4 separate regions of the Mus musculus genome follow, and regions 2, 3 and 4 are each linked to region 1. The links are chromatin contacts, called in public HiChIP or PLAC-seq maps. All regions are on one chromosome and are shown on one strand. The core of a region is the stretch at or near the end of the contact, and the rest is flanking DNA. Distances in the headings are between cores, read along the strand shown.

The links. HiChIP or PLAC-seq counts read pairs in DNA pulled down with a chosen protein or histone mark.
Region 2: an H3K27ac HiChIP or PLAC-seq map of embryonic stem cells shows a contact between it and region 1, with 6 read pairs. The contact joins the promoter of Jmjd7 here to the enhancer-like site in region 1. A contact is called at or near these places in 2 of 39 promoter capture datasets (both in liver), 4 of 115 datasets of contacts at active chromatin or transcription factors (embryonic stem cells and stem cell-derived neural progenitor cells) and 3 of 9 other capture datasets (adipose tissue, liver and pancreatic islet).
Region 3: an H3K27ac HiChIP or PLAC-seq map of embryonic stem cells shows a contact between it and region 1, with 16 read pairs. The contact joins two enhancer-like sites. A contact is called at or near these places in 1 of 15 datasets of contacts at CTCF or cohesin (large pre-B cells), 1 of 484 Hi-C or Micro-C datasets (cerebral cortex), 3 of 115 datasets of contacts at active chromatin or transcription factors (all in embryonic stem cells) and 3 of 9 other capture datasets (adipose tissue, liver and pancreatic islet).
Region 4: an H3K27ac HiChIP or PLAC-seq map of embryonic stem cells shows a contact between it and region 1, with 13 read pairs. The contact joins the promoter of Sptbn5 here to the enhancer-like site in region 1. A contact is called at or near these places in 3 of 39 promoter capture datasets (the 3T3-L1 cell line, hematopoietic stem and progenitor cells and stem cell-derived epiblast-like cells), 3 of 484 Hi-C or Micro-C datasets (all in embryonic stem cells) and 2 of 115 datasets of contacts at active chromatin or transcription factors (both in embryonic stem cells).

What each region holds. Positions count from the first base shown.
Region 1 is chr2:119,854,820-119,860,674 of GRCm38.p6, forward strand. No RefSeq gene overlaps it. Among named protein-coding and RNA genes, the nearest start is that of Mga, 39 kb to the right of the region's middle. Within about 2 kb of position 2,497, at least 6 of the 459 cell types and tissues checked have an H3K27ac peak or open chromatin away from gene starts, as enhancers often do. A contact at or near this core is called in embryonic stem cells, where this site is marked.
Region 2 is chr2:120,024,487-120,030,541 of GRCm38.p6, forward strand. Jmjd7 (jumonji domain containing 7) reads left to right here and starts at 2,997. Exons shown (of 8, transcript NM_001114637.1): 1 at 2,997-3,090; 2 at 5,572-5,725; 3 at 5,803-6,055. The coding sequence starts at 3,027. Mapkbp1 (mitogen-activated protein kinase binding protein 1) reads left to right here. Exons shown (of 30, transcript NM_011941.3): 29 at 32-117; 30 at 618-2,917. The coding sequence ends at 845. It overlaps Gm28042 (predicted gene, 28042), which reads left to right and starts at 2,997. Exons shown (of 27, transcript NR_104353.1): 1 at 2,997-3,090; 2 at 5,572-5,725; 3 at 5,803-6,055.
Region 3 is chr2:119,703,296-119,709,389 of GRCm38.p6, forward strand. It overlaps Rtf1 (RTF1, Paf1/RNA polymerase II complex component), which reads left to right. Exons shown (of 18, transcript NM_030112.2): 4 at 2,144-2,348. Among named protein-coding and RNA genes, the nearest start is that of Rtf1, 31 kb to the left of the region's middle. Within about 2 kb of position 4,501, at least 5 of the 459 cell types and tissues checked have an H3K27ac peak or open chromatin away from gene starts, as enhancers often do. A contact at or near this core is called in embryonic stem cells, where this site is marked.
Region 4 is chr2:120,085,386-120,091,774 of GRCm38.p6, forward strand. It overlaps Sptbn5 (spectrin beta, non-erythrocytic 5), which reads right to left and starts at 3,528. Exons shown (of 67, transcript NM_001370938.1): 1 at 728-3,528; 2 at 183-357; 3 at 1-21. The coding sequence starts at 293. It overlaps Ehd4 (EH-domain containing 4), which reads right to left. Exons shown (of 6, transcript NM_133838.4): 6 at 4,102-6,299. The coding sequence ends at 5,763.

The DNA of each region.
Region 1 (5,855 bases), core at 1,247-3,746:
ACCCTGGGTGTGGAATGCCCACACTGACCTTGCTGACCCAATCCCCAACTGCCCAAAAGTTCAAAATAAAGTTGTACAAATTATATACATCCTATAAATTTAAGTCTTCATGTCAGAGTTTAGATATGACGGACATTCTAATAACTGCTACCTGATCAAAAAGTAGACCATTTTCATTCCCTCTGAAAGTCCCTTCATGCCTTTCAAAGATTGACCTGGGCTTTTCCCCAATGTCACTACCAATATCTATTATCAAGTTTTGGTAATCTATTGAATATATGAAAGTTCCAGGTTGGGCATATGGCTCAGTTGGCAGAGTACTTGCCTAGAATGTGTGAAGCCCTGGGTTTGATTCTCAGAGTCAAATAAATCAGACATGGTGGCTCATAACTGTAATCTTAGCAGTTGGGAACTAGAAGCAGGAGGATCACACGTACTTGTACATACACATATGCATACACACACACACACACACACACACACACACCCTAAAACTGATACAGCACCATATCTGATGGCTATTTCTGTTTTATTTATTTATTTTGAGATAAGTTCTGAGAAGGCTTGGCTGATTTCATGACAGCCTTCAAATTGGCAGTAAAGGAGACTAAGTCTAAATCTCTGTTTTTGAGAACTGGGCAATTCCAGGCAATTCCGGGCCTTAGAAGCTGCCCCTGCCACCTGGCTTGAGACAAGAACAATGAGTCAGCAGCAGTTTCCAGATTTCCTCAGCTACTTCCTCAACAAGAGTTTCCAGCCCCTTCGCTCAGTAATGGAAGGTCCCTAGAGATGGAGTAAGATAAGGGTCACCTACCCCAGAATGCTCTAATGTGCTTTAAAACCGGCCTGCGAGCACACTCGATTGTCTCTCTATACTGGTAATGGGATACCCCCAGCATGATGGACTTTTGCAGAATAAAACACTGCATTTACATACTATTAGAGTCTGGGGTGTCATTCTTTAGCGATTCACAGGCCCTTACAGTTTTTATTATGTAGCTCCACCTTTCAATCTGTCTGCATCAGCCTTTTAAGTATCACAGGTTTTGCCACCCTGCTTAGCAATTTCTATTGTATTCTTTTGGTCAAAACCATCACAAACTTAGTAAAACTTCAACAAGTTAGAAAGATAAAGCTGTAGTTAGATGATCAAGTACGATGTGCGTGTGTTGGAGGTGAGAGGTTGAGGAAATGGAGATATGCATACCTACAGAGGATAGAGGTTAATATTGGGTGTCATTTTCTTTCCTTTTTTTTTCTTTCAGACTAGATCTGAAGTAGCCCCAGCTGGACTGGAACTCACTATATAGGCTAGGTTGGCCTTATACTCTCAGAGATTCACCTGTCTTTTCAACCCCACCCACTAAGTGTTGGGACCAAAGTTGTGCATTTCCGTGCCTGGCCCTCCATCTTAATTTTTGAGAGCAGCTCTCTCACTGTGCCTAGAGCTTGCTAGACTAGCTGGTTAGCCAGCCCCTGGTATGTTTTGCACTGGGTTCATGGGAACATGTCTGACTTTCATATCAGTGCTGAGAGTCAGAATTCAGGTCCTTATGGATCAGGTAAGCATAGGAGATAGTGTAGTCTGGTACCCTATCTGGTTTTGGCTATATATAACTCCCCATTTTGTAGTAATGCACTTGACAGGCTGGTTCCCTGACCTTAATATGCATACATGTTTCTCAGCCAATAATCCACCTAGCAACCTTAGAAACCACTGGAACCCCCATCTTCCCTGGGCTACACATAGTGCAATATCTGAACAATAGTATAAATTCCTCTGCCCCTAGTAACAATCAAATTTAAATAGTTCTAGCAAAGTGCATTTCCATGTGGTATGAAGACTAGATGGGCTGATTCAGCCTGAACAGGTTTGGCGTTCATGCCCTAAGGGAAAACTGTGTTTTTATTTTATTTTATTTTATTTTATTTTATTTTATTTTATTTTATTTAAAGATTTATTATATGTAAGTACACTGTTGCTGTCTTCAGACACTCCAGAAGAGGGTGTCAGATCTCATCACAGATGGTGGTTGTGAGCCACCATGTGGTTGCTGGGAATTGAACTCAGGACCTTAGGAAGAGCAGTCAGTGCTCTTAACCACTGAGCCATCTCTCCAGCCCCTTATTTTATTTTTTAAGGCAGGGTCTCTCTCTCTCTCTCTCTCTCTCTCTCTCTCTCTCTCTCTCTCTCTCTCTCTCTCTCTCTCTCTCTCTCTCTCTCTCCCTCCCTCCCTCCCTCCCTCCCTCCCTCCCTCCCTCCCTCCCTCTCTCTCTCTCTCTCTCTCTCTCTCTCTCTCTCTCTCTCTCTCTCTGGCTCTCTGGCTGTCCTGAAACTCACTATGTAGACCAGGTTGGCCTTGGACTCAGGAATCTACCCACTGCTACTTTTCAAATTCTGGGATTAAAGGCATGTACCACTACATGTAGTGACTGTGTGGAGTTGGTATGTGCACATGAGTATGGATGTTCTCTGAGGCCAGAAGTGTCTGATTCCTGTTGGACTGGGATTAAAGACAGTGTGAGTTGTCCAACATTGATGCTGTGAACTGAACTTGAGTCTTGGAGAGGGCAGTCAGCACAAATAACTTTTGAATTGTCTCTTTAGCCCCTTAGCCCTTAAAAATAAAAAAAAAATATGTTTTATAAGCTGGGTAGTGATAGTGTACACCAGCATTTGGGAGACAGAGGCAGGTGGATCTCTCCTGGGAGATGGTTTTGTGCACTGTGTATTCAGATGCTGATTACTGCGTCCCGAGACCTTGTTGCATCTGGACACTGGCATTGTCATGTATCTTCTTTCTCAATGTTGTGTAAAAGTTGTTTTCCATCACTTCTGATTGGTTAATAGCTGTTCAGCAAATTCCTGTGCAGGAAAGAATATGATGGGACTTCCAATTCCTGTGAAAGGGTCCTGTAGAGACCAGAGAGTTTGCCAGAAGGAGTCACAGAGGACTAATTAGGTTAGATTAGAGTTAGAATAGATAAGAACCCTGCCCGATATAGTGCAAGATGCTCATTTATAAAAATACCAGATCTCCATGTTATTATTTCAGAACAGGGTGGGCATAGAAAAAGCCCTGTATATTTACTTACATTTAGTGCCTAAAGTGGGGCACAGAATCCAAGCTTAAACAAAAGGTTCAGGTATTAAAGAAGTCCTAGGTGGAAGGTGGTTTCCTAGTCGCTTGGGACCAGGAAGTTTCGAGAAGCCAAGTATTCTCCGAAGACAGGAGACCTGCAGCATCTCCACACCTTGATCTCACTTTGGGGAGGCAGATAGGCATGGGCTCTTGGCTGGCCATAGAGTTTGTACTGCACAGACCTGACTCCTATGCCCCCTGGCACCTGAAGATCCCACCAGACAGCATGCTTTGGAAGATGTACAAGCTGTAATTGAGCCATTTGAACTCAAAATGTGGGCAGCAAAGGCCCTAGCCCCTGCCCTTCATTGGCTGTTGGAGCAGTGTTTTGTAGTACATAATGGGTTTCCACCTTTGTAGCAATCCTTGGCTTTAGTGAACTTGATGTTCCACCTTCACAGCCAGGTCTCCCTTTGGAATGAATTTGTGGTGAGGTCAGCACTACTGCCTGGGGGCAGGGAATGGACGCAGAGGATCTGGACTCAAGGGGCATTGAGTTGGTTGCCCAGGCTGCCCTCCCTCAAATTTCCATTCAGTGCCTTGTGAGAAGACTCTGACCTGATTGGGCAAACTGTCCTTACAGGCTCCAGCAGGGAAGGGCCCCTAGCCTGAGTGGGATACCCTCTAGGGGAGGAGGCCTGCGTCCCTATCAGAGCTTGTCAGAAGCTGCAGCTAGCAGATGGTGTGTGCACCTTGGTACAGTCGTCTAAGTGACAGGGTTTGAAGCTAGTAGGGTGCCAGAAGGAATCTAAGACTAAGAAAATAGATGTATTCTCCATGTATGGCCACTTGAAGGAATGCTAAATCCAAGGACCAAGTAAATAGTAGGTTTTACAGGTTTCATTTCAAGCTTTTTCTCAAAAGCCAGCTTGCCTTGTTGAATTTAAATAGCTTTGATTGGCAATTTATTTACACCCCTTGTTTTCAGAACATGTCAGCTGAATAAAGTTGAGGTTTATTTAGAAAAAAAAAAAAAGACTAAAGCCAATAGAAGTCTGGTAAGACTAAATAAAGTAAGGGGACTGGAGAGATGGCTCAGCGGTTAAGAGCACCGACTGCTCTTCCGAATGGTCCTGAGTTCAAATCCCAGCAACCACATGGTGGCTCACAACCATCTGTAATGAAATATGACACCCTCTTCTGGAGTGTCTGAAGACAGCAACAGTGTACTTACATATAATAATTAAAAAAAAAAAAAGACTAAAGTAAGTCTCTTACGTAGCGAACTGGCAATGGTGGCACATGCACCCAGTACTCAGAAGGTGGAGGTAGAAAGATCAGAAGTCACCATTGCATACACTAGCAAGATTTTGCTGCAAGGACCCTGATATAGCTGTCTCTTGTGAGACTAGGCCGGGGCCTAGCAAACACAGAAGTGGATGCTCACAGTCAGCTATTGGATGGATCACAGGGCCCCCAATGGAGGAGCTAGAGAAAGTTTCCAAGGAGCTAAAGAGATCTGCAACCCTGTAGGCACAACATTATGAATTAACCAGTACCTCCCAGAGCTCGTGTCTCTAGCTGCATATGTATCAAAAGATGGCCTAGTCGGCCATCACTGGAAAGAGAGGCCCATTGGACACGCAAACTTTATATGCCCCAGTACAGGGGAATGCCAGGGCCAAAAAATGGGAATGGGTGGGTAGGGAAGTGGGGGGGAGGGTGTGGGGGACTTTTGGGATAGCATTGGAAATGTAATTGAGGAAAATATGTAATAAAAAATATATATAAAAAAAAGAAATTAGGGAAGGTTCAAAATATTAGGTTTCTCTAGCTACTTTGTATGTCTCTTTTAGAAATGCCAAGAATGAAAGCCGTGAATATAGCTCATTGTTTAAACACTTGTCTAAGATGTACAAGGCTTTGAGTTGCTTTGCCACTGTTGAAAACAAACAAACAAAACCCAGAAATCTTCATACATACATAATACACACACACACACACACACACAATCTGTAATAAAGATTAATAGAAGAAAGAAAAAAAAAGATCAGAAGTTCATAGACTCCTCCAACTACATAGCAGCTCAAGGCCAGACTGGGATGTATAAGACCCTGTCGCAAGCAAGCAAGCAAGCAAGCAAGCAAGCAAGCAAGCAAGCAAGCAAGCAAGCAAGCAAGCAAGCTAACAGAAATCAGACAGACACTCAACTGTGTGTGACAAAGCTTTTCCTGGGGAGATGGAGCACAAGTTAGACCTGGGAGTAAAGTCAATAAAGGAAGGAGAGAGAAAACTAAATGAGAGGAGAAGTGAAAGGAGAAAATCAGAAATTTAAAAAGATTTTAAAAAAATGTTAGAAGTATTAAAGAGATTAAAAAATAAAATGTGGGCTGGCAAGATGGCTCAGCGGGTAAGAGCACTGACTGCTCTTCCAAAGGTCCTGAGTTCAATTCCCAGCAACCACATGGTGGCCCACAACCATCTGTAATGAGATCTGACACCCTCTTCTGGAGTGTCTGAAGACAGCTACAGTGTACTTACAAATGATAAATAAATAAATCTAAATAAATAAATATATTTCTAAAACAAACAAACAAACAAAACAAAAACAAAAAAGCCCAGGGTGTGTCTTTGTCTGTACAGAAGCAACCAGTGGGTTGACTTTGGCCTACAGATTATTTAAAAAAAAAAAAAGTTTGGGCGGTGGTGGTGCACGCCTTTAATCCCAGCACTTGGGAGGCAGAGGCAGGTGAATTTCTGAGTTCAAGGCCA
Region 2 (6,055 bases), core at 1,747-4,246, 170 kb after region 1:
CAGCAGGGCCTCACTGGTGTTTGTCCTTCAGAACTGGCCTTGAGTCTGCAACAGTGTGAACAGCTCGTGGCAGAGCTCCAGGGGAATGTACGCCAGGCAGTGGAGCTCTACCGAGCGGTGAGTATGGGGCAACCACTGTAGGCAACAACAGAGCTTCTTCTACACACTGGATGGAGAACTCAAGGGTATTCTGAGCATTGTAAAGGGGAGGGTCAGAAGCCAGGCCAGGCCTCTCAACCCCAGAATCTGTTGGTTATTTCTAGGCAAGAAACAGGGTCGTAGCGTAGAACACCATATTATTCAAGAAAATCCCAATTCATGGCTGTTATCTTTTTTTTTTATATCCCAAAATGGTTTGGGCACTTTAGATAGAAGAAACAATGTAACTGTCACATTTGAAAGAGTTGTTGGGAAAAGTTGTCAAGAAGTAGATGGTTCTAATAGTCTGGAGGGATCCTCATCTGGGCCACCCATCAGAGTGACTCTGGCCATCCTGATCTTGTGTGTAGAACTCCTAGGCAGTCCCTTCTACTGGGTGGGCAAGGCACTGGCAGAGCCCCTTTTCTATATTCCACTGTCTACTGCTCTCCAGCTCACTTTCAGTGTTCCTGTTGCAGGTGACCAGCTATAAGACACCTTCGGCAGAGCAAAGTCACATCACCCGTCTCCTGAGAGACACCTTCTCTTCGGTGCGACAGGAGCTCGAGGTTCTGGCTGGGGCGGTGCTGTCCAGCCCAGGTGGCAGCCCTGGGGCTGTGGGGGCTGAGCAGACGCAGGCCCTGTTGGAGCAATACTCCGAGCTACTGCTAAGAGCTGTGGAGCGGCGCATGGAGCGTAGACTCTGAGTTCCTGAAGCCTGTCCCAAGAGAAATGCTCTCCATTCCAAACTGTATCCCTGCTTCCACTCAAGAAAAGGTGGGAATGTCTGGAGTGGACAGCAGTGATCAGTGTTGAGAGGCAAAGCAGCCTTCCCAGCCGCCCTCATGGAGCCCCTGTATTTATTAATTTATTTCCCTGACTTTGCCTCACTTCCTTGGGACTCCTGCCTCTAAAGCCCAGCCTGGGGCTCACAGCAGGGCAAGTCTTGAGTCTACATCATCTTGGTGCTGTGAGGGGTAGGAGGGCAGCCTGCCTCCCCTGGGGACATCGGGAAGGGCTGGCCTTCTCTTCTTAGAAGCCATTTGAAGTTTCTGCAGGGATGAGCTCCCTGGGGCGGAGCATCCACAGGGTACTCTGGGATAGAGATGAAAGGTAATGTGGTATTTAGTGTCCTAAAGCCAACTGTAGACCTTTACCTCTACTCCCACACCAGCTGCACTCCCCTGCCTGCCAGAGCAGGGGTAGTTTCCCCCCAACTCCTGGCAGTGAGACAGCTGCCTGGCCTCCAGGGTATTCCCAGCCATTAGAAAACTTGAGTTGGTATCAGGAACTGAGCCCCCACATTCCAATCCCATGTTCCCTGCAAGAGAGCCCTAGTGTTTTTTCTGGCCCCATCCCTTTTCCCCCTTGTGGAGCTAGTTGTGGGATTTTTGCTGCAGGACAGTGAAACCCCTCTGCTGGGCAGACAGCAAAGCCTGGCCTACTTTCCTCAGCCCCTTAGGCTTCCTTGTTCTCTATCCCTGGTCCCCAGCAGACTGTTGAATCCCTGGGGACCACTTTCTCCCTACATCCTGGGCAATGCGCAATCAGAAACCTGTATTGGGAGTACCCTTATGGTTTACAGGGCACTGGCCCACCTTCCTAGAACCTTGGCCACACACACACACACACACACACACACACACACACACACACACACACACACACACACACACACACACACACACAAATCATATGCACAGTTGAGTGCTCATTTTAGAACACTTGCCTGGCTGGTATGCACCTGGTTTCCTCACATTTTTGCCTCAGCGTCACTAGCCTGGATTAATTGGAATTCTGATCCAGAAACACAAAAAGGGATGGGTACACTAAACACAAAAAGGGATGGATACACTAGACTGAAATTCTGGAGTTGTGGTGTCCACAGCCAGGCTGACCGGAGATGGCCTATGGGTCACCTGGCTCATGGAGGAGGCTCTTTTCAAAGGCAGTATTGAGTGCCCAGAAATACTGGACACTGGAGATTGTGGAATGAAGGCACTGGGCAAGAGACCACTGGAAAAGTAATAGCCGGACAGGTAGGTGGCAGAGGTAGGGATAGAGTTAAGGTAACGGTTAGAGAGTAGCAAAAAGAGAGAGAAGCTGTATGTTGGAAGAAGTGGTGAGGTGGTTGCAGAATTGGAGTGAGTATGTCTTTGGGCCTGGGCCCTCCTTTCCTCTGCATCAGGGAAGGCAGAGTAGTGACATTTCACCAGGTTTAGATAACACAAACCTGTCGAAACCTCAACGCCACTTCCCAGCTCTGAATGCAGAGGCTAGCAGGAAACTAGGTTTAATGGGTGCTTAGCTTTGTTGGTTCAACCTGAGTGTTGAGTATACCCAAACCATGTGAATACCCAAACCATGTGTTCCCATTTTTCTACCACACGCATAGTCAAACTCCTAGCCCAAAGAACCGAAGCCACTTGAGGTGGGCCCCTTGGCAGTGTGGGGGTTAGAAGTCGGCCCACTGCCCTGACCTCCACCAGGTTTTAGAGGTCTTTATGCCAGCCTGCCCTTCTAGAGAAAGCGCCACTACCCTGCATGGGTGGGGTCTTGTGGCCTGTGGCACTTTGTCCTCTTCTGCATGTCTGAGGCCACTGGCAATTGCTGCCCATGTCCAGATTTGTCCTATCCCAGTTTTGAAAGCCCCTTATTTATAACTTTTATACTGTGGCGCCTGTCTCCTCCCCGGCTGTACGGGGTGGGACTGTTTTAACGTTTCGTTTGTACGGATGTATGAAATTGTCAATAAACACAATCATTTGTTAACCTGCTAGCAAATTCTGAGAAGAGCGCCGCTTGTTGCACCTCCTAGAGGGCGGAAACGGGGGCGGGGCTGCGATCCTGGAGCGGAAATAGGGGCGGGTTCTTGTCCCGCGGCCGTCATGGCGGAGGCGGCTCTGGAGGCAGTTCGGAGGGCGTTGCAAGAGTTCCCGGCGGCGGCTCGCGGTGAGTGCACTCTCACAGGCAGCAGCGACCGCGCGAGGACAGCGCGGAGGGAGCCTGGGCACCCTGGAACTCAGTGTGCATGAGTGTCCGACCGGTGGCCACACAGTTTTGTGTGTACCCTTCTTTAGCTGGCGGACGGCTCCTTAGCTCAGGATCGCACGCCTGGCTGCCTTCGTGGGGTGCAGTTGTAGTTTTCAAGACCCAGCACAGCTCTGACGGTAGTCATGGTGCCATTCTCAAAGCCAGCGGGGTGCTGAGTCCCCGTGCGCTGCCATGCTATACTTTCACCTCAAACATCTCGGATGCTGGTGGGTTCTGAGGAGAGAAGCAGGCGACTTCCCTCGTTCATTCAGACTCCAAGCTTTGAGGATTGTAGGCAGCCGCCCAGTTGATCTTGTGTGTTTCCTTTCTTCTTCCTCTGGTCCTCACTACCCCATCATTAAACAAGCTGGAGAGATGGCTAAGTGGGTAGGTAAAGCTCTTAAGCACATGATGATCTGGGGTCACATCCCCAGCACTAACAGAAAACACTGGGTGTGGTGATGGTGGACTTCTGATGGGATTCCAGAGGTGGGAGGGAAAGGCAGGAGGACCCCAGGGGCTCCCTGGCCTGCCAGCTTAGCAACTGCTGAGCTCCAGGTTCAGTGACTTTGACTCAGAAAATAAAGTGGAGAATGGTATACACCTAATGTCAACGGCCTCCACACATGCATACACAGGCACACACCACACATGCGCACACCCACACACAGAGGGAGAGCAATTGATCAAGCACAATTTTGTCAATTTACCGGCTGTGTCACACACAGGTGGTTAGAGCAGTATTCTCAACCTATGAGGTCGAGACCCCAGAGCAGTCGCATGTCAGATATCCTGAACATCAGACATTTATCTTGTGACTCATAACTAGTAAAATCACAGTTATGAAGTAGCAACGAAATGATGTTACAGCCTAGGGTCACCACAACATGAGGAACTGTCTTAAAGGGTAGAGCATTAGGAAGCACTGCCCTGGAGGACGGTTGATGGGTCAGCTAAACCCTCAGAGCGGGTGTGCCTGCTATATCCAGGAAGCAGTGTGGACTGAGCTTGGAGCAGACTTTGTGTTTATGTTTATTTTTGTCAGTCAAATTCTTAACAGAATTGCTGGGTCAAAGGAATTGTTTGAAGTTCATTTTGAAGCTTTAGGGGAGAAAAACACCCACCCTCTAAAGGAAATGGTGAGCAAATAAAACCAGCATAATTATAGAAAACCCAAAGGCTGGAAAAGGGCAGGTTCAGGTCAGGTGATGGTGGCCCAGCACTCAGGAGTCAGAGGCAGGAGGATCTCTGTGGTTCCAGGCCAGCCTGGTCTGCAGAGTGAGTTCCAGGACAGCCAGGGCTACACAGAGAAACCCTGTCTCGAAAAACCAAAAAAAAAGAAACATGAAAAAAATACACAGGGTCAGGTAATGATAAATCTGTGGAGAAAAACTCGGCAAGGAGATAAAGATTGTTCCTAACAAGTGACAGTTTAAAAAGGGATGGTCAGGAAAAGAAGCCTGACATTGGACCCAGAGCACCAGAGGGAAAGCAAAGGTAGTTTTGAGAGACAACGGGTAGAATCAACAGGACTTAAAGACGCCCAGGCCCAGGGCCGGATTGGTATGGGGCAAAGCAACAGATACACACTCATACACACACAGGATGGCCTTGAGCTTGCTGATCTGATACTCCTGATGCCACCTTCCAGGTGATGGGTTTACAGATGTGAGCCTCCACATCAGTTTACACAGAGTCACTTAATGTCTCCATAGGTGTCACAGTGCATAAGTGTTGGCCCTAGATGGCCAAGCACGCTGCTGCTGGTCCGTGAGAGCAGAGCTCACTTCAGCCCCTACCTGTCTTCGAGTGTTGTCACTGGGCAGTTGCCTCCCTGCATAGACAGATGAGCCGTAAACTTGGTGAGATGGTGGTGGTGTCTTCTCAGCCACACTGGCCAGGCCCGGTGCTGGGTCCATTTCAGGCGTTCAGTGAATATCACCATTGGAGGCTGTCTTAGGATTTTACTGCCGTGAAGAGACACCATAATCACCACAACCCTTATAAAGGACAACATTTAACTGGGGCTGGCTTACAGCTTCAGTCTGGAGGCCAGCTGAGGGTTCTACATCTGGATCCTCAAGAAGAGACTGTCACTGGCCAGACTTGAGCTTATAAAACATCAAAGCCCACTCCTAGTGACACACTTCCTCTAACAAGGCCACACCGCCTGTTAGTGCTACTCCCTGTTGGTCAAGGATTCACACACATGAATCTGTGGGGTCATCCAGAGCCAGACCCACCCCAGTTAGCCTGTGGCCACCAGCTCAGTAGTGCAGGCCTCCTAGGTCGGAAGCACCCTTGCTTAGGATGTCCGTCATAGAGGGCTTCTTGGTGCAGTGTGATGGAAGTTGGGTACCACTGATTTCACACCTCCTCCACCACCATTTCTTTCTTAAGACCTCAATGTACCTCGTGTTGTGCCCTACCTGGATGAGCCCCCAAGCCCACTCTGCTTCTACCGGGATTGGGTGTGCCCCAACAGGCCCTGCATTATCCGAAATGCTCTGCAGCACTGGCCAGCCCTCCAGAAGTGGTCCCTGTCCTACTTAAGGTAAGGTGTTCCTTGGGAGGTTGGGTGGAACAGTGACCATTAGCAGCAGACTACAAACCAAGTGTCTGTTTCTTCAGAGCCACGGTGGGCTCCACGGAGGTGAGTGTGGCTGTGACTCCAGATGGTTATGCGGACGCGGTGCGAGGGGACCGCTTTGTGATGCCTGCTGAACGCCGCCTGCCCATAAGCCATGTACTGGATGTGTTGGAAGGTCGGGCCCAGCACCCAGGAGTCCTCTATGTGCAGAAACAGTGTTCCAACCTGCCCACTGAGCTGCCCCAGCTTCTGTCTGACATTGAGTCCCATGTGCCCTGGGCCTCTGAGTCACTG
Region 3 (6,094 bases), core at 3,251-5,750, 150 kb before region 1:
ATGACATAAGGGAGAAAAGGGGGTATTTTGGCTCATAGTTTGGGGTATAGCTCATCATAACAGGCAAGGCCTGGTGGCAGGAGCCCAGGCAGTGGGCTGCAGCGCATCTGCTTACCAGGAAACAGAGGGCAGAGAAATGAATGCTGGTGCATAGCTCTCTCTTTTTTTTTTTTTTTTTTTTTTATCCAGGCTTTAAACTCAGGAAATAGTGCCACACTCACTTTTAGAGTTGGCTTTCCTACCTTAGTTAAACTAATCAAGATATCCCATCATCAGCATACCTAGAAGCTTGTCTTCTATGAGATTCAGATCTAGTCAAGTTGACAGTCTTCACCGTCATACAGAATAAGCTTCACATTGTGTTTTCATTTCCACCTCACAGGATTCTGTGAAACAATAGAATAGGCTTCGATTGTTCAAAATTGTAATGGCGTTGACAGACTGAGGCTAATCCAGACTTGGTGGCACACCCCTGTAGTCCCAGCTGCTCATGAGGCTAAGGCAGTGTGGTCATTTGGACCCAGAATTTGGGGCCAACTTGGAAAATGCAGTGAGCCACCAACTCAAAACAAAGTTAACTGGGCTTCCTAGATGGCTCAAGATACTTGCCACCAAGATAACTTGAGTTTGATCTCTGGAGCCTCAAAAGTTAGGAATACACTGACTGACCACCACACATGAGCCCTGACAAAAGCATATTCTCACCCCCCCCCCCGCTCTAACTCTTTCTATCCCCCCACAACAAACACACACATAAGCAAATGTAATTTTAAAAATTAGGTAATTAAAAATTAAGAAGTATAACTGGTGGTGGTTGGCACACCTTTAATTCCAGCATTCAGGAGGCAGGGTCAGGTGGATCTGTGAGTTCAAGGCCAGCCTGGTCTACAGAGTTCCAGGACAGCCAGGACTACAAAGAGAAACCCTTTCTCAATTTGACTTTCATACTCTGTTTACTTAGATCATTTGTTAATACTGCCTATATAACTTCACTTATCTCTCCAGTACCCTTTAATGAGGGTTAGCCTTTATATTTCTTAGTTTTTTGGTTTTGCTCTGGTTTTGGTTTTTTGAAACAGGGTTACTCTGTGTAACCCTGACTATCCTCAAACTAGCTCTGTGGATCAGGCTGGCCTCGAACTGACATGGATCTGCCTGCCTCTGCCTCCCAAGTCCTGGGGTGCACCACCACCACTCAGCAAAACTTGACATCTGTCTGTCATTCTGTCTGTCTGTCTGTCTGTCTGTCTGTCTATAGGTTGTTTTTTTTTAGGTCTACCAAGTTGAGTTGAAAGATGAGTGTGGCAGGTAACACATGCCTGTAAACCCAGAACTCAGGAGGCAGAGGCAGGAAGAACATGAGTTTGAAGATGTCTTGTGCTACATAGCAAAAATCTGTCTCAAAAAGAAAAAGAATTATGGTCATTTTTCCAGCCTAAATTTCCCTAAGTGTTTGCATTTACCAAAGACAGATCAAGGAGACATCCCGAGTGGGTGGAAATGGCTTTGTGGCTTTCCTGTGGGAGAGCCAAGGGATGGCACGTGTCACAGGGCATGGTGTGAGCTTTTGTGTCACAGGGCATGTGTGAGCTTTTGTGTCACAGGGCATGGTGTGAGCTTTTGTGTCACAGGGCATGGTGTGAGCTTTTGTGTCACAGGGCATGGTGTGAGCTTTTGTGTCACAGGGCATGGTGTGAGCTTTTGTGTCACAGGGCATGGTGTGAGCTTTTGTGTCACAGGGCATGGTGTGAGCTTTTCTGTCACAGGGCATGTGTGAGCTTTTGTGTCACAGGGCATGTGTGAGCTTTTGTGTCACAGGGCGTGTGTGAGCTTTTGTGTCACAGGGCGTGTGTGAGCTTTTGTGTCACAGGGCGTGTGTGAGCTTTTGTGTCACAGGGCATGTGTGAGCTTTTGTGTCACAGGGCGTGTGTGAGCTTTTGTGTCACAGGGCGTGTGTGAGCTTTTGTGTCACAGGGCGTGTGTGAGCTTTTGTGTCACAGGGCATGGTGTGAGCTTTTGTGTCACAAGGCATGGTGTGAGCTTTTGTGTCACAGGGCATGTGTGAGCTTTTGTGTCACAGGGCATGTGTGAGCTTTTGTGTCACAGGGCATGTGTGAGCTTTTGTGTCACGTTTTCGTTGCAGGTGAAGTGTCAGATTCTGAGAGCAGCAGCTCCTCTTCCAGTTCAGATTCAGACTCCTCGTCAGAAGATGAAGAATTCCATGATGGCTATGGAGAGGATCTTATGGGAGATGAGGAAGATAGGGCCCGACTGGAGCAGATGACGGAGAAGGAGAGGGAGCAGGAGCTCTTCAACCGCATAGAGAAGAGAGAGGTGTTGAAAAGAAGGTAAGCTGTCTGTACACTTAGTTTCTCACAGTTTAAGATTTTCTCCAGCTTCACAGTGGTATAAGGCTTTACCCATATAATTATTTTTTTCATTTATTACAGTTTTTGATAAATTACACGAGATGCCAAACACTTCATTTCACAGGATGTCTTGTCCCACCGGCCACCAAGTAAATGCACAGACACTTTGTATTAATTATGAGAGCTTGGCCTGAGCTTGGCAGACCCTCAGCTAGCTCATCTAAGTAAACCCGACCCTCGAGCTCTGTCACACCCTGTGGCTTGTTAGTTACCTTTTCCTCAGTCCCTGTACCTGTTCCTCCTTCCTCTGTGTCTGGCTGGCAAATCTCCCGCCTCTCTCTCTCTTTCCCAGAGTTCCTATCTCTGCCTGGAAGTTTGGCCTATCCTCTCCTGCTTTGCTATAGGCCGTTCAGCTCTTTATTAAACCAATCAGAAGGTGATGGAGAACATGTTTACAAAACACCGAGACAGGTGATGCTTCATAAAAAGATAATCTTTCCGCAGTGCACAAGAAATTATCCCAACAATGCTTTGTGAAAATGGTTTTACCAAACTACAACAATTAAGATTTGAGCATGTGAGGCTAGAGAGATGGTTTAACGGCTAAGAGCACTGACTGCTCTTCTAGAAGTCCTGAGTTTAGTTCCCAGCAACCACATGGTGGCTCACAACCATCTGTAATGGGATCCAATGCCTTCTTCTGGTGTGTCTGAAGATAGCAACAGTGTACTCACATACATTCAATAAATAAATACATCTTTTTTTTAAAAAATGAGCCCGGTGTGGTGGCACACGCTTTTAATCCCAGCACTCGGGAGGCAGAGGCAGGCGGATTTCTGAGTTCGAGGCCAGCCTGGTCTACAAAGTGAGTTCCAGGACAGCCAGGGCTATACAGAGAAACCCTGTCTCGAAAAACCAAAAAAATTAAATAAATAAATAAATAAATAAATAAATAAATAAATAAATAAATAAATGAGCATGCTTGAGTCAGGCTAGGCTCTATGATATTTGGTAGGTTGGGTCAGTGTTTTGGCTCCCATTGCGTTGATATGCAGTTCTTTAATAAGCTGAAGGAAGTCTGTTCATAGGAATGGACATTTGGAAATGTGATTGTTAGTGTAATGTAAACTAAATAGCTTAGGGTCATATTTATGCCTTCTGTACTAATGTGCATTATTCAGTAGTCGGCTTTTTGTTGGTTTGTGGTTCTCGTGATAGATCCCAGGGCCTCAAAATTTCCACTACAGAGTGGTGCCTTCCTTTTTGATTTTTAAGACAAGTTTTCCTGTGTAGTAGCATATGCCATTAGTTCCAGCACTTGGGACCAAAGGCAGGTGGATCTCTGAGTTTCGAGGTTAGCCTGGTCTATATAGTGAGTTCCAGGACAGCCAGAGCTACTTACTAAAAAACAAACAAATATACAAAAGGTAAATAAAATGTAATTAATTTTTACTTATTTACTTTTGTTTTTTCAAGACAGGGTTTCTTTGTGTAGCTCTGGCTGTCCTGGAACTTAATTTGTACACCAGGTTGGCCTCTGCCTCCCGAGTACTGGGATTAAAGGCATGTACCACCGTCACCTAGTGTAATTAATTTAAGTAAAAAATAAAGTAAGTATACTATTTCACTTCATCCAGACAAAAATTATTGAGAAAGTCATAATCTTGTCTTGACTTTTATATTGTGTGTGTGTGCTTGTTTTGTGTACGATATATGTAGGTACTCATGACTATGTGTGCACACAAAAGTTATAATAGAGTGTCTGTCAGGTGTCAGGTGTCTTTGTATTCTACCTGTTCATCTGAGGCAGGATCTTGGCTAAGCTAGAGACCAGCAAGCCCCAGTGATAGTCCTATTTCCACCCCACTCCCTATGGAGCTGAGATTACAGGAATATGTAGACTGCCTGGCTTGTTCTGTGGATGCTGGGATATGAACTCTGTACTTCATGGTTGTGTACCATCTTAATGGCTGAGCCATCTGTCCAGCCCTTGAATTTAGAATGTCATTTTACTAATTAAGGAAAGTAATGTGGGCCAACTTTGGTAGCTCACGCCTCTGTTCCCAGCACTCAGGAAGCCAGACTGAAACTGTCTTCAATAAAACAAAAGGTTGAAATGTTGGTCTGGGATGTGGCTCGGTGTACATTGTTTACATGGTTTACCAAGTCATCAGCACTGCTGTAAACACTCAAGTGTTTAATCAGAATCTGTTTAAGGCTCCCGAGGGGTTGCCACATTTATTTTAAATGACAAAAGTTCTTTCTCTTCTCCCAAAAAGGTCAAAGTAAACTTGTCTTTTGTCTTGGGTAACAGAGCTCCCAGAACTAGCTTCCTGTCCTTTCTACCTGTTATATTAGAAGAAAATTGAAGCATGTTAGCTGTTAATTCTGTTGCCTCAGGAGCCTGTTTGTCCCTTCTGAAGACCATATTAAGTTATGATAAGTTATCCTAGACAAGAATGTTTGGCTTTCAGTCAGCAGAAAGTGGTAGGTATTCATTTTGAGTGTGAATGCCTACAAGGTAACTTGTATTGCAAGAAACAGGACTTGGAATACTGCCTTGGAGTTGTGGGTGAGGAAAGGTGACTTCTAAAGTTTGGGTTTCTGAACTGTGGAGACCATAAGAAAGGCCAGGATCGGGCTGGAAAGATGGCTCAGCGGTTAAGAGCACTGACTGCTCTTCCAGAGGTTCAATTTCCAGCAATCACATGGTGGCTCATAACCATCTGTAATGGGATCTGATGCCCTCTTCTGGTATCTGGTGTGTCTGAAGAGAGCAATAATATATTGATACATATAAAATAAATCTTTTAAAAAAAAAAAAGGCCAGAATCACAAATTTTTAGAGTAGTTTGTCCTAATTTTTTTTTTTTCCCAGACAGGGTTTCTCTGTGTAGCCCTGGCCATCCTGGAGCTCACTCTGTAGACCAGGCTGGCCTCGAACTCAGAAATCCGCCTGCCTCTGCCTCCCAAGTGCTGGGATTAAAGGCGTGGGACACCACCGCCCGGCTGTCCTAAATTTTATATTTGAGTTTTTTTCCATTTTATTGTTTTATTTTTGAGACAAGGCTTACCATCTAACTTGAATGGTCTGGAACAATGTAGACCAGGCTGACTTCAAACTCCTAGAGATGCTCTTGCCTCTTTCCTCAGTTTTATGACTAAAAGTGAGTTTTATCTTTTTATGGTAATGGACGAACTGGGGATCAAACTGAAGCAGATTTTCTCAAGCTTGGAAAGTATGCCATCACTGAGCCTCTATTTTTCCCCTTTAAGAAGCAGGTGGTATTTAGTGACATTTTTAGCAGCTAAAAGAATGTGGAAGGTGGTGACAAAGCTCCTGAGCTCCATGATATTCTGTAGCTCTGGAGCAGTACATGATAGCCACTCAAAAAACTCTCTTCACCTTTTCTTGCTGTTTTGGAAAGTTTTGGGTTTGGGGGTTTCTTTTTTGTTTGTTTGTTTGATTTTGGTTTTTTGCTGTTTTTGTTTTTAGTTTTTCAAGATAGGGTTTCTCTGCATAGCTGTGGCTGTCCTGAAACTATTCTTTGTAGACCAGTCTGGCCTTGAACTCTCAGAGATCCCTTGCTTTGGCCTCCTGATTGCTGGGATTAAAGGCCCGAGCTACAACTGTCCACTTCTTTCTTTTATTATTATTATTATTATTACCATTTTTAAATGTTGTTGTTGTTGTTTTAGTTTTTTCGAGACAGGGTTTCTCTGTA
Region 4 (6,389 bases), core at 2,278-4,777, 230 kb after region 1:
GTTCTGGATCCTGATGCCCACCTGAGGAGTGGATTGAGGCAGATGTGGGGTCAGCCCAGCATCTCCTGCCCACCCCACTTTAAAGCCTGGGAGGGGTAGGCCAGAAATAGCTACAGGTAGATGACTCTACAGCAGACCCCCAGGTCACTGGTCAGAACTGGACGTCCTCAGACCTTGCTTACCCGTCCTAGTCGGAAGATGTTATTGATCCAGTTGGTGAAGGTCTTCTCCTGCATGTGTGTATGCTGAGCCTGGAGCTTGCGGACATGGCCTATCTCATACTCAGAGTCCATGGCCAAACTTGAACTCAGAAGGGCTGAGCTTTGGGCCTGGGTCTTCTCGTCAGGGACGCTGCGGCTAAGGAGGTGGAGGGTTGATGGGACAACCAGCTTATGAGCCTTAGCTCTTTGAGGGTGAATGGCGACTGGGCATTTCCCTGTGTCTGGAGGTGGTGGAGGCATGGGGGCTGGGAAGTACTGTGGAAACTGATGATCCTTCTGCCAGGAGTCTGAGGCCCTATCTTGATACACTGTCCCCATGGAGACAGAAATTACGGATTGGAACCTAAGCGAGTAAGAGGTCTGACTGGTAGCCTGCACTTGAATGACCCAGAGCCACCCCTATCCCAACTTTCCAGACTCTACTCTGAACACCTACTGCTATAGTCCTAGCACCACAGCCATGGCCCCTGCTCTTTGGCGGACAGAAGGGAGCTAGGGTTGCTCACCTTGGCAGTTGATGTCCGGGTCCTCATTAGGAGGTCCCACTGCTGGAATGGAGATACAAAATAGCAAAGCCTGGGGAGTGAGGGAGGGAACCAGAAAGGTCAGGCTGGAGGCACAGTATGGCCCTCCCCTTTGCCAGCCTGTCAGCACACAAGCAGCATTGTCCTCCCACCTGCTACAGGGCGGGACCCAGACAGGAGAGGGTGGCTCAAGAATGCTCTAGGCTCATTGCTAGGGGGTCTCCTCCTTTATCCTCTACCCCATCTCCTGGCTGTTTCCACTGTTGGCAGGTGAGGAGGGTCTTGTTGGCTCTAGTGAGAACATTGCAGGATGCTGAAGTCTAATGAGAGGTATCCATGATCAGGATTTCTGGCTAAAAGCTGTAGACTCCCTTTCTCTTCCACACCCATCCTAGGATGATTGAAGGAGCCGTCTGACAGCCTCTCTCTAACTAGGAATAGCCACAGGAAGCTGTAGTGTCTTGGGCTTAGATTCCCAGGTCTTGAATAGATCTGGGCCACAAGCTCAGCTTAGCTAAGTATTGAGAAGCCAATGACAGATTTATTGTGGCAGAAGGTACCCAGGGAAGCAGCTCCTGCTCATAGCTCCTCTATGAGCAACAACCCCTTCCCACAGGCTTCCTGTCAGTAGTCTTGACCTCTTCTCTCAAAAGCCTTGGCCACAGGGACACTTCCTTGAGGTGCTGTAGGCTCCCCCACCCTCACCCCAGTCTTCAGACATTCACACACAACCATCTCAGAGACTGGGACCCAAGTTCAGTTAGTTATAGGTAACCACCGGGGCAGGTGCTCGCTCTTCCTGACTGCAGCACAAGCCCTCTGCATGGGCTGCCTGATGCCCCAGACTTTGATCAGCTCTAAGGAATATTCTAGAAGAAATGCTACAGTCTTCCAGGCCCAGTTCCTGTTTTGCAGGGAAAGCCTTGTCTTCAGCCATAGCACCCTGAAGGTGCCCAGTCTCATCTGTAAGGGAAAGCTTCATCGGGAAAGCCTTCTGGGTTTGAGGGGCTCTGGCCTCAGCTCCTCCAGGTTTGTGAGATCTGAGGTCAGACAGAACTGTACCATGCTTTGTTGGTAGGTTTAAGCAGAGGTGACTGTTTGGTTGTTAGATGTGGGGTTGGAGAAATGGGACTGTGGTCAAGGGCACTGGCTGCTCTTCCAGAGGATCTGGATTCTGTTTCTAGCACCACAGGAGGCTTACAGCCATCTGCAACTCCAGTTCCAGTAGATCTGGTGCCCTCTTCTGGTTTCCGAAGGCACCAGATAGTCAGGCAGTGAACACACACCAGACAAGCACTTGTACACATAAAGTACAATCAATCTTTAAATAAGATATTGTTGGACAGGATTAGAGGACTGCTCTCCTTCCCATGCCCCCTCCCCTGGCTCAGCAGCAACTAGAGCCAATGCATATTGTACAAGGGGCAGCTCCTCATTGGCAGTGAGTGACGAAGCCCTTGGTGAAAAGGTCAATTGGTCTTTGAAATCCTTGCCAAGAGACTGAACTTTCTGTTTGAGCTGGACTGAATGATACATACAGATGGGTGAACTGGCCGTAACTGAAAACAATCTAGCAGGAACAGGACTTCAGGTGCTGTTTGCTCCAGCATCCCAAACATTGTTACTGCAGATCTGGGTTTCCTATGCCTCGTTCAATACCTCCTCTCTGCCAGCCCAGAGGGACTATGTGGAACATCTTCCTAAGTGCTGGGGTGGTACCTGTTGAAAATGGGATGAGGAAAACACATGTATTTTTGAACTGGTATCTGTGACTAGGGGGAATGAAATACTCCAATTGGCTTAAACTAATCTGGATCCATCCAGGAAAGAGGGGAGGAGTCTATTCTACCCTAACCTCATGCCTCTGGATGATAATAAAAAAAATATGTTGTGCTAAATGACAGTCCAGGCTGGCATCTTCACAAGGGTACATGGGTGACAGAGGAAAAGCCCAACACCTTCTGCAGGTGGTATACACCTGAGAGGCACAGGACCTTGAGGTGCACCCCCCCTCCCCAAGTACTACTCACAGTCCTTCAGTGTGGGCTTTTGACCTCTCGAGTGGAGTACGAGACCTCTTTCCCAGAGAGGATGAGGGAGGAATTAGGGTCACAAGGGATGGCATGGAGAAGAGGTATACCTCTCTAGACTCTTGCATCTCCTTTGAAAATGGACCCAAGGGACCACTTACCTCTTAAAAAGTGGACACAGTTACAAGAAGCTAGTGGCAGTGGGGATTGACACTTTTAAATGAGATTTTAAAGGATAGAGGCATTGTGTGATTTACATTGCTAAATACTATGTGCCTGATACACTCTTGAACCAGGGATGACTTGAATAGACTCAGGCTGTTTTGGGGTCCTGCCGGTAGGTTACCTGGCCATCTGCCTACATAACCCTCAACAAGCCCAAGTGCAGTTTCTTTCTCCTTGGGCTCAGCAGGGCTTCACTGGGAGGTGACGATGGCAGGACCCAGCGGAAGCACTTACTTCCCCTCACCTGCAGAGGGTCTTGTGATCCAATGTGTGTGGTAGTTACAAATAGGCTCTTTAGAACCAGGGAGAGCACAAGTAGGTGTGTGTTTCCCCAGTGTGTAAACACTCTGAGGTGGCTTCTTTGAAAACCAGGATGATACATTATGGTGGGCTACATATGAAACGTCTGAAGGCGTGGTCAGTAGAGAGGTGATGGGATCATAAGGGTTCTGAATTTATCCACAGATGAAGGTGAAGACAGGAAAGCAGGTCACTGAGGTGCACCTTTAAAGACCCCGTCCTGGGTTCTGCTATTGGCTGCCAAGAGGCAACCACCTCCTCTGCCGTGTGCTCCTGCTGCTATGGTGTTCTGCCTCATCCCCAGCTCACAGCTGACCTCTGCACTGAATAACCTCAGACTATTGGCCAATTTAAACTTTCCCTCCTTGAAACTGAATTCTGTCTAGCATTTCTCTGACACAGAAAACCGACATGAGGATGGGGCAATACAGAGTGAATGTATGTGTGAGGTGGGAGGAGTATTTGAACAGTCTAGGAACTGTGCATTGGTCCTGAGAAGACACAATCTTTTATTTTTATCACCATTTCTGTTTTTTCCTTCTGGTAAAGTTATTATGAAGAACAAGAGAATGTAACAAAAGTAGACCCATGGTTTCTTTTTGTTCAAGAACATCACCAGGTCAGAGCAAGCTTAGCTGCTAGGCATCTCCCAGCAGAAGGTGGAGAGGAGTGGGAAGGCAGATCCCAGAAATCTTAGCCTGCTGTCCCTAGAAAGGCCTCCTCTGAGGCTCTGTACAGAAGTGACTTGGCCATATCTACATTGAACATACGGACGCATTTTAGAGACAGACTCACGAGACATACATTTGTGATTATATTTAGGTAGATATATGACAACTGTGCAGAGAAAGCAGAAGACAACTAGGAGGAAAGTCAAGACCTCCCAGGCATCACCTCTCCATGGACACTGACACAAATACAGTTACAGCCCCGGGATCAAACATTCACCTGTGTGTGTCCAATTAATAAAAACACGCTTTCAGAGTAAAGCAAACACTGTGTTTCTCTTAAAACCATTATTTAGAAAGTAAGATAGGAAGTGTGAATGGTGGCGTAAGTATTCTGTTTTACACAGACTACCATAAAACAAACGATGTAGTTCAGACTGGCTTCGAACTCATGGTAATCCCCCTGCATCTGCCTCCCAAGTGCTGCGAAATGGGTGTGAGCTCTTAGCATTTTCTCTTAAATCCCCGGTTCTGACCCTGAGGTTGCCAGATGCAGACAATTAGGGATTGGAGTATGTTTTTGTGAAGATTCAGGGATGCTGTTCAGATTCATTCATTTCTGCTGCTGTTGGTCATGTGGTCACTGCTGCGCTGTGATTCCTACTTCGTAAGTGATGGTGACAGTGTTCTTCTGCTGGGCCACAGAGCAGGGTACAGTAGGAGGCAGCCCCTGCGGCGCCTGACTAGGTGGGCTTGGGAAAGAACACTGAAGAGGCAGAAGTAGACCAATCCTGGCCCAGATAGGCACTCCTGATGTGAGGTGTCTAGCTTGGAAGAAAAGGTATTACAGAGATTTCTTCAGAGAGGCTACATCTTGTGAGAAAAACATACCTGGACACAATGAAATGCATTTCTTTCTTTAAAAATCAAACAACATCATCAATCACCAGGGCGCTGGTCTCTTCCACTCACAGCTCAGGATGGGGCTGCTCTCGCTTTACCTGGGTCCGAAGGCTCTGGGACTCCACACAAATCAAGACAAGCTTTATTGAATTTAAATTCTGCCACCTACCAAAAAAGCTTTGGGGACATTCAGTGGTTGAAGGGCACACAGGTCTTGCCAGGGGCTGACAGTTTGTGAATTATGAATTCCTAACTGAGGGAGGCTTGGCAGGGTCAGGCAGCAGGTGCTGGGACAAGACAGGTTCTCCTTGCCTGGCTGCCTACTCTGATGGGGACTGCAGATGGGCCCACACAGACATGGCACATCCTCTTTCAAACCTGGGTATTAGTCTTCTCTTTGGTTTTTAATCTATGGAAGGCAGAAACTCTCTGTTCTGTTCCTTTTCCTCTCTAGATAGAGCAGGAAACACAGTAAGAAAAATAAATTAGGTCCTTTGCTGCCTCTCAGTGCCCCCTGAAGGACAAAGAGGCTCATGGTAACTTACTGTCCAGCACAGCTCTGATGGCTCCAGTGAGTCCCTGGCTCAATCCCTGAGTGCCCAGACTTCGACAGCCTGTGTCACACCTACATTCTTCTTTGGATAATTTTTTTTTCTTCTTATTCTTTGATCTCCATATCTATATACTGCTCTTCTCAATATTTTGATAGAAACTTCAGGATTTTAGAGGCATAAAGACCTCATCTAGTGTCCGGGATCTGCCCTCCCTGCCCTACATATGAGAAAACCGAGTCACGGAGAGGACGGAACTTTGGCCACGGACATTCAGCGAGTCAGTGGCAGAGCAGACTTCAGGCCCAGGCACCACCCCTCCCACCCCAGCTGTGGGCCCTCAGTCAGCCTTTGGCAGGGACTTCCTGTGGGAGGGGGGCACCAGGTGTGGGGGCAGGCTGTTGGGCAGCTCGTAGCCGTCCAGCTTGATCTTGATGAGGTGCTTGGCCAGCGCGAACTCCTCCTCGTCTAGCATGCCGTCGCAGTCGCAGTCGGCCAGCTTCCAGATCTTGCCCAGGACACTGTTGGGCAGCTTGGAGGTCACCATCTCCTTCTTGGCGTTGACACCCGATATCTTGCCATTGATGGGTGACAGCGTGTAAAAGAGTTCGTCATACACCGGCTTGTCTTTAGCCACGACCCACTCTTCCTCATCGGCCCCCTCCTTGGCCCCCTCCCCATAGCCCTGGTTGAAGGGCCCCTCTGTGGTGCCATCAAAGGCGCCGCCCTGCACCATCTGCGTGGGCATGTTCATCTCCTCCTGGCTGATGAGGCCCATCAGGGATGAGATCTTGTTGGTCAGCATGTTGTCCACAGCCTCGATCAGCTTGGGCTTCAGTGAGTGGAACTTGGTGAAGTCGTAGTTCTCCAGCTGCTCCTACAGGAGGGAACCCAGATCTGGTGTTATGTTCTCTGCAGGAGGCACTGGAGGGAACGGGATTCCCACCACACCCTGGGCCATTCAGAA